Regions from separate parts of the Callithrix jacchus genome. Here region 1 is linked to region 2. Evidence: chromatin contacts called from public Hi-C data. All regions are on one chromosome and are shown on one strand. Each heading gives the region's core, a stretch centred on a gene start, on an enhancer-like site or on the middle of the called end of the contact. The rest is flanking DNA. Distances are from core to core; before and after follow the strand shown. Region 1 holds the start of TRIM14 (tripartite motif containing 14). Region 2 overlaps TRIM14 (tripartite motif containing 14).

Region 1 (3,757 bases), core at 1,226-3,725, 60 kb before region 2:
TTTAAATTATGTTTTTGTTTGTGTTCTTGAGCTGATGTAGTGGAACTGGACCAGCATTTTCAGGGCCCAGCCAGTTGGCAGAGCAGGCCTTCATCTCCTGCTCTGGGCGTCCCCTTTCTGTTGACTCAGGAACTTTCTGAGAATGAGGACAGCACTAGGAGATGGGCTTTGGTGGGTGTCCACCTTAACGCTACAATAATTGTGCTTCCTGGAACAAAACTTGAGATTGTATCACAGAAAGAAACAGGAAGTCAGAAATCAAATCTATGCTTTTAATTGCAACTGTGCCTGACACCGTTTGAATGATTGTTTCAATGTTGTTTCTGAAATTCCTTGTACCTTTGTGAAAAATAATAATAAAAATGAAAATAAATAGATGTGGAATGTGCATTGAAAATAATGTAACAAAATAATAAACATCTGGCCAGACATTTTACTACATGGAGCTTTCATTTCCTTGATGTGTTCCACAAATACCAATTCACTATCTACTGTTGGAGTTAGACACCAAGTTGGAAAACAGGTAGGACAGACATAGTCTTTGCCCTCTCCAGTTTTCACTCATGGTTTAGGGAATGGGGAGGGCCAGGATAGGAGAAGCGTAAGCTATTTTGGAAGGAGAAGCAGGGAAGGCTTCCTGGAGAAGAAGGTAGAAATTTGCAGGATAAGTTGGAATACTCAGGGAAAAGGGTATTTGGGAAGAAGACTGTTCCAAGTAGGACAAACTGCATGTCTCCCAGTCTTGAAAAAGCAAAGGGTGGAGCATAGGCAGGGCGGTGACCAAGGATCTTAAGAAAGAGCCAAGGAGACCAGGCACAGTGGCTCATGCCTATAATCACGGCACTTTGGGAGGCTGAGGCAGGTGGATCGCAAGGTCAGGAGTTCGAGACCAGCCTGGCCGATGTGATGAAGCCCTGTCTCTACTAAAAATACAAAGATTAGCTGGGCATGGTGGCACATGCCTGTAGTCCCAGCTACTCGGAAGGCTAAGGCAGAAGAATCGCTTGAACCCAGGAGGCAGAGATTGCAGTGAGCTGAGATTGTGTAACTGCACTCCAGCCTGGGTGACAGAGCGAGACTCCGTCTCAAAAAGAAAGAGAGAGAGGAAGGGAAGGAAGGAAGGAAGGAAGGAAGGAAGGAAGGAAGGAAGGAAGGAAGGAAGGAAGGAAGGCCGGTCTTATAAACGGGAGCCGAGACTTGAGCCTGGAGCAAGTGGAATTAGTGGTGGGAGGGTGTGTATGAAAGTTGGAGTCACTTACGTCAAAACTAAACTAAATGGTGCTCCTGTAGTCTCAGCTACTCCAGAGAATGAGGTAAGAAGATAACTTGAGGCCGGGCACGGTGGCTCACGCCTGTAATCCCAGCACTTTGGGAGGCCGAGGCGGGTGGATCACGAGGTCAACAGATTGAGACCATCCTGGTCAACATGGTGAAACCCCCTCTCTACTAAAAATACAAAGATTAGCTGGGCATGGTGGCACATGCCTGTAGTCCCAGCTACTCAGGAGGCTGAGGCAGGAGAATTGCCTGAACCCAGGAGGCGGAGTTTGCGGTGAGCCGAGATGGCGCCATTGCACTCCAGCCTGGGTAACAAGAGCGAAACTCTGTCTCAAAAAAAAAAAAAAAAAAAGAAGATAACTTGAGCGCAGGAGTTTGGGAGGCCATGAAGTTGGGTGCCCTCACTAACGATTTGCCTGATAACAGGAACTATTATTGCATGATAATAGGTTGCACCAAACTGCAACCTTGCACAAAGAACCACAATCTTGCACAAAAGCCACCGTATGAGGACATCTGCCCAGCAACTGCCTGTCCAACTTTTGGGCTGAAGCCACCGTATTTATTCTTGTAACCAAGTATTATTATTTTAATACAATATATGCGATCCTCCTCGTTTTGCCTTTAAAAGCCTCCGCTTTCCTTTGCCTCCCTGAATACTCCGTGCCCCCACCCCTTGGGTGCCATGGCACATTTATTCCCGGATTGCAATGCTTTTGCTCAGTCCGAAATAAACTCATTTGGAGAATCTCTGTGTCATTATTTGAGGTTGACGAGGTTTCTCACAATTGTGGGAATGGCTATCTTTCCCGGGAAAAGGGCAACAGAGGATCAGGAGAAAGTAAGAGGCGCACCGTCCCCCTGACCCCGGAAGGTCACAGCCAACTTTGGTCCCATCATCAGGGCTGCAGTTTTCTAGGCGTTACTGGACCATCGTCATTAAGCAGGAAGCCCACCCTCTCCCAGCTGGCCCATTAGGAGCCTCCCATGTCTGCTGGGGCCACCTCCCGACTTGGGCGGGCAGAGGGAGCACCCTGCTGATCGGAGGGTGCTCCGAGGCCCTTCGCTGCTCGCGGCTAGCTGTCATCCTCCCGGCGGCCGGGGGCGCCCTGCGGTCCTCCAGTGCCGGAGCTGGGCCGGCCTGGAGCCGCCCCGCCCACGGCCGAGGTTTCGATTTCCCGTGTGAGCCCCGCCCCGTGCCCCGGGAGCCCGAGGCGGCGGGGATGAATGGCGGGTGCGGCGGCTGCGAACCTGACCCCTGGGGGATCGGAGCTCGTCGAGGGATGCGGCTGGCGCTGCCCGGAGCACGACGACCGCGTGACCGAGCTCTTCTGTCGCAGCTGCCGCCGCTGCGTGTGCGCGCTTTGCCCGGTGCTGGGCGCGCACCGCGGCCACCGGGTGGACCTGGCGTTGGAGGCGGCGGTACACGTGCAGGTGGGGACGGTGGGAACGCCGCGCGGGAGTTGTGGGAGCCAGCCCAGGCACAACGGTGGAAGAGGGGGTGTGCCTGCCATCCAGTGGCCAGGGGCGGGTAACAACCTGGAAACCACAGGTGCCCCAGAGGGCGTCTAAGCGGTCGACGAAAAGTTCAGAACCGGAGACTGAGACCCACGGAAGGGCAAGGACGAGTCAAGGCCAGCAGTTGAGCTTCAGAAAAGGTGGGTTTAGGAGTGAGAGGTTGGGAGCCCAAACTGGTACCCAGATTTCCTTGACCCTGTCCACCATGGCGGGTCCACCACATTGCCATTGGGCTGGAAGCCAGTCTGCCTTTTAGTTAACAGAGGTGCAAACCCTCCCTGTTAATAAACAGCCCTGTGTAGCTCAGAGAGTCACACAGACATCTCCAGTTTACTCAATCTGTAGTCTACAGAAATGGCCTGTGAACCCCACAGAAAGAGGCTGTGAACCTTGAACTGAGGACAGCCCGATTGCCCTGGGAGCAGCCTCAACAGTCACTACCTACCTCCTCTCCCCTCACTGGCCACACAGACACTCCCATTCCTGCTCACAGCAGCCCTGTGTCAACTATTGTTATTACAGACATTTTATAGGCCACAAGAGGAAGGCTCTGAAGGCAGGGGCAGGCCTTGAACCCAGGACTCCATTAGCCAGATGCCCCCAACAGGGCCCTTCTCATTATGGAAGCCTCGCCCATGCATAATCCTAGCAGTGGCCAGGGGCTTTGGGCTCCTGCTCCAGCTTCCCAGCTGTTATTCTGTGGCTCCTCCCAAATCCTCTCTCAGGGTTTCATGAAGCCTGGGTGACGCAGGCCCTCCTGTCTGATAGATGTTGATTCTACCACTTCTGTCTCAAGAAGTCTTCTGTGATGAACTCGGTCCCATCTCGAGTTTTTCCCCTGCAGCGCCTGACTCCAGACCACCACATTGTGACAACCTTGGAACTCCAAGGTGAAAAGGGGTGTATGGGGGACAATCCATTGGAGTCCTGGGCTCAAGACCTGCCCCTGCCACCAGACCCT
Region 2 (4,145 bases), core at 1,450-3,949:
AAAATTCTGCCACTCCTTAACCTTTCCTCAGCACACAGAGAACGCCCTAGAACAGCATGTAGTGTGGAGAAAACAGGCATGCAATAAATGCCTGCTTCTATAAGGAAGTTAGGATAGGTAAACACTGGGAGCCACCTGCTAGGTAAGTGCAGAACAAGGAACCAGCCCACCTCCAACCGTTTACAGATGGCAAGGCAAAGTAACTCCTGTAAAGGCTCTTTCCCCTCACTGCCCATGACTTAGATCAGACAGGGAACCAGCTGGGGACAAATGGCATTCCTTGTCCAGAGGACTCTCCCTGCCCAAATAGGCTAAAGCAGAAAACTCCAAAGGGTTCTGAGTAACAGAATGGCCATCGCTGGGTGAATGCAGACCTGGCCCTGTGCTGGCACCCCCACAGGCTTAGCTCCCTGAATACTCAAGATAGCCCTAGGGGGAAGGCATCTTAACAATCCTGTTTTTACAGATGGGGCCCCCTGCAGCTCCTAGGTTACATGAGGAGCCCAAGCCACACAGAGAGAGTGTGAGCACCAGCAGCTGAGCTCAGAGAACCTGGCTCTAAAACACACCTTCCAGACAGCAAGCAGATGGGCTGCCTGGTGAGTGGAGGGAAGGAAAACCAAGTCCCGCTACAAACCAGACTCCTCCCTTTTGCCCAACCACTCCAAGTTCTCAAGGTTGTCCGCTGATGCCAACTGCAGACCACGGTCCACCTCGGCAGCCTCCCAGGTGCAAGGAGGCACCTTTCTCCTAGGTCAGATCCAGGAGCTCAGGGAGCTCCCAATATCAGGAAATGTGGTCGGAAGCAGAAAAGTCCCCATTCCAGGTGCAAGTCACCTTGGTATCTTCCCTGGTTCTGTGCTGACTCAGGACACCAGAATAGGGAGAGTCCTTGGATGGCAGCTTGGTCACAGAAAAGAAAATGGAGGCCCAGGCAGAGAATTGGCTCACCAAGGTCACACCGAGAGTTAAGGGCAAAGTCAGGGCAAATACCCAGATGTCACACTTTGGGAGGCCGAGGCAGGTAGATCACGAGGTCAAGAGATTGAGACCATCCTGGTCAACATGGTGAAACCCCGTCTCTACTAAAAATACAAAAAATTAGCTGGGCATGGTGGCGCATGCCTGTAATCCCAGCTACTCAGGAGGCTGAGGCAGGAGAATTGCCTGAACCCAGGAGGCGGAGGTTGCGGTAAGCCGAGATCGCACCATTGCACTCCAGCCTGGGTAACAAGAGCGAAACTCCGTCTCAAAAAAAAAATACCCAGATGTCCCAGCCTTTAGCACAGGTTGCTTTCCTTAACTGTAACTAACATTCACTGAATACTGATTGTGTACTATGCTTTATATTAACAATCACATTTAATAAGCTCAGGAGTTCAAGACCAGCCTGGCCAGCATTGTGAAACCCCATTTCCATTAATACCAAAAAAAAAAAAAAAAAAAAAATTAGCTGGTCATGGTGGTGCATGCCTGTAGTCCCAGCTAACTGTGAGGCTGAGGCAGGAGAATGGCTTGAACTCGGGAGGCGGAGGCTGCAGTGACCTGAGATCATGCCATTACACTCCAATGTGGGCAACAGAGCAAGACTCCATCTCAAAAAATACAACAACTTAAAATTTGACCTTAGGCCAGGCGTGGTGGCTCACACCTGTAATCCTAGCACTTTGGGAGGCTGAGGTGGGCAGATCGCGACGTCAGGAGTTCAAGATCAGCCTGGCCAAAATGGTGAAACTCGGTCTACTAAAAAAATACAAAATTAGCTGGGCATAATGGCGGGCACCTATAATCCCAGCTACTCGGGAGGCTGAGGCAGGAGAATCATTTGAGCCCGGTAGGTGGAGGTTGCAGTGAGCCAAGATCACACCAGTGCACTCCAGGCTGGGCGACAGTGCAAGACTATGTCTCAAAGAAAAAAAAATAAATCTGACCTTACAGTCCATTCATTTGGCCACTGGGCCATACAGCCGGGGGATGGGCCACATGGCAGGGTGTGTACCATACAGCTAGGGTGTGTATCATACAGCTGGGGTATGGACCACTCAGCATGGGTATGTACCGTACAGCTGAGGTGTGTGCCATGCAGCCATGCTGTCATATAGCCAGGGTACACACCACACAGCGGGGTATGCATACACACCATTCAGCATAGGGTCCTAAATGTTTTCTTCTTTAGAATCTTAAAAATTACTGAGGAAGCCAGGTACAGTGGTTCACACCTATAATCCTAGCACTTTGGGAAGCCAAGGTGGGAGACTACTTGAGGCCCAGAGTTTAGGACCAGCCTAGGGAACATAGGGAAACCCATCTCTACAAAAAATTTAGAAATTAGCTGGTCATGGTGGTATGCACCTGTAGTCCCAGCTACTAAGGAGGCTGACATGGGAGGATTGCTTGCGCCTGGGCGGTCGAGGCTGCAGTGAGCTATGAGCTATGATTGTGTCACTACTCTCCAGCCTGGGCAACCAAGCGAGACCCTGTCTCAAAAAAAAAAATTACTAAAGAGTATACATATCTTTCAACATACAGAAGGTACCATGATGCCACTGCTACAAGGACTTTTCCTGTCACCCCTTTATAAGCACAGCCCCTTCCCCTGACTAACCTTTGGCAACTACTTGTCTGTTCTCCATCCTCATAATTCTGTTATTTCCAGAATGTCATGTAAGCAGAATTGCACAGAATGCAACCTTCTGTGCATGCTGCTTTCTCACTCAGCATCATATCCTTGAGATGCATCCAGGCTGCTGCGCACATCAACAGTTCATGCCTTCTGATTGCTGAGCAGCACTCAATGGTACGTTTGTACCAGTGTTTCACCATTCACCCGCTGAAGAACATTTCACTTGTTCTAGTTTTGAGCTACTAAGAATAAAAGTTGTGATGACACTCACGTACAAGTTTTTGTATGAATGTTAAGTTTTCACTTCTTTGGGGATAAATTATTAAATGACAGCTGGTGGGTCATATGATAAACACATGTCTAGCTTTATAAGAAACTCCCAGTCCACTGTAAATGGTTGAATTGTACAGCATATGAATTATGTCCCAATAAGGCTGTTTAAAAAAGAAGGAATGAACTATTTTCTAGCATGATTGGATCATTCTACATTCCCACCAGCAATATATGCATGACCTATTTTCTTTGTATCCTTGTCACCACGTACCTGACTAACATGGTGAAACCCTGTCTCTACTAAAAATACAACAAAATTAGCTGAGCATGGGAGTGCATATCTGTCCCAGCTACTCAGGAGGCTGAGGCAGGAGAATCGCTTCAACCCAGGAGGTGGAGGTTGCAGTGAGCCAAGAGTGCACCACTGCACTGCAGCTTGGATAACAGAGCAAGACTCCATCTCAAAAAACAAAACAAAACAAAAAAAAACCTAAAATAAGCTCCATGTCCAAAAGTAGAGGAATGGTTAGCTATAGATAGTCCATGAGGCAAAAGAAGTATTACATTGCTATTAAAATCTTCAAGCATAAGGTTTTATGCTTGGGTAAAAGTTCGTGCTATAATGTTAACTAAAACGAGCATGCACAGAACTCAGTGTTCACTAAAGAGCACAAGCAGGCAATAAAACAAGCATATAAAAAGACTTGCGGAAATATATAAAAAGAGCTACTACAGAGGGATTATGGGTCAATTTTCTCCCCTTTTCTTGTTCTCTAAACTTTGTAATGTTATTTTTACAACTAAAAGTTTTTTACATTCAAAAGAACATATGAAGAAATTTTAAGGAGGCAGGTCACAGAGCAGATGAGGCCCAGGACCTCACACTAGCTGGACTCTCCCAGGATGTAGCATGGCCAAGCCAAAACCCACCTGTGACAATCCTGCAAGTCACTTCCTTCTGGACAATGCCAATGTCTCCCCACTCAAGTCAGTCAAGGCTAGTCAGCAAGGGGCAAACTCCAAAATTGTGGTTTCCTTGCTCTTTTTGTGTGTGTGTGAGGCAGGGTCTTGCCCTATCACCCAGGCTGGAGCACAGTGGCCCATTCATGGCTCAAGGCAGTCCCAAATATGTGAGCTCAAGCAATCCTCAGCCTCCTAGACTATAGGAGTGCACCACCACGCCTGGCTAATTTTTGTGTTTTTTGTAGGGATAGGGGTCTCCCTATGTTGCCCATGCTGGTCTTGCACA

What was found. Hi-C and Micro-C count contacts between places; a contact is called where the count stands out from the background.
Region 1: a Hi-C map of skeletal muscle shows a contact between it and region 2, with 2.0 times the contacts expected there. The contact joins the promoter of TRIM14 here to the enhancer-like site in region 2. A contact is called at or near these places in 2 of 3 Hi-C or Micro-C datasets (induced pluripotent stem cells and skeletal muscle).

The regions. Positions count from the first base shown.
Region 1 is chr1:146,244,750-146,248,506 of calJac240_pri, reverse strand. It overlaps TRIM14 (tripartite motif containing 14), which reads left to right and starts at 2,475. Exons shown (of 7, transcript XM_002743119.6): 1 at 2,475-2,712. The coding sequence starts at 2,506. It overlaps CORO2A (coronin 2A), which reads left to right. Exons shown (of 12, transcript XM_054258168.2): 12 at 1-439.
Region 2 is chr1:146,184,300-146,188,444 of calJac240_pri, reverse strand. The region is part of intron 6 of TRIM14 (tripartite motif containing 14); the gene reads left to right. All of the region lies in intron 2 of NANS (N-acetylneuraminate synthase), which reads right to left. Among named protein-coding and RNA genes, the nearest start is that of NANS, 7.6 kb to the right of the region's middle. Within about 2 kb of position 2,699, at least 2 of the 16 cell types and tissues checked have an H3K27ac peak or open chromatin away from gene starts, as enhancers often do.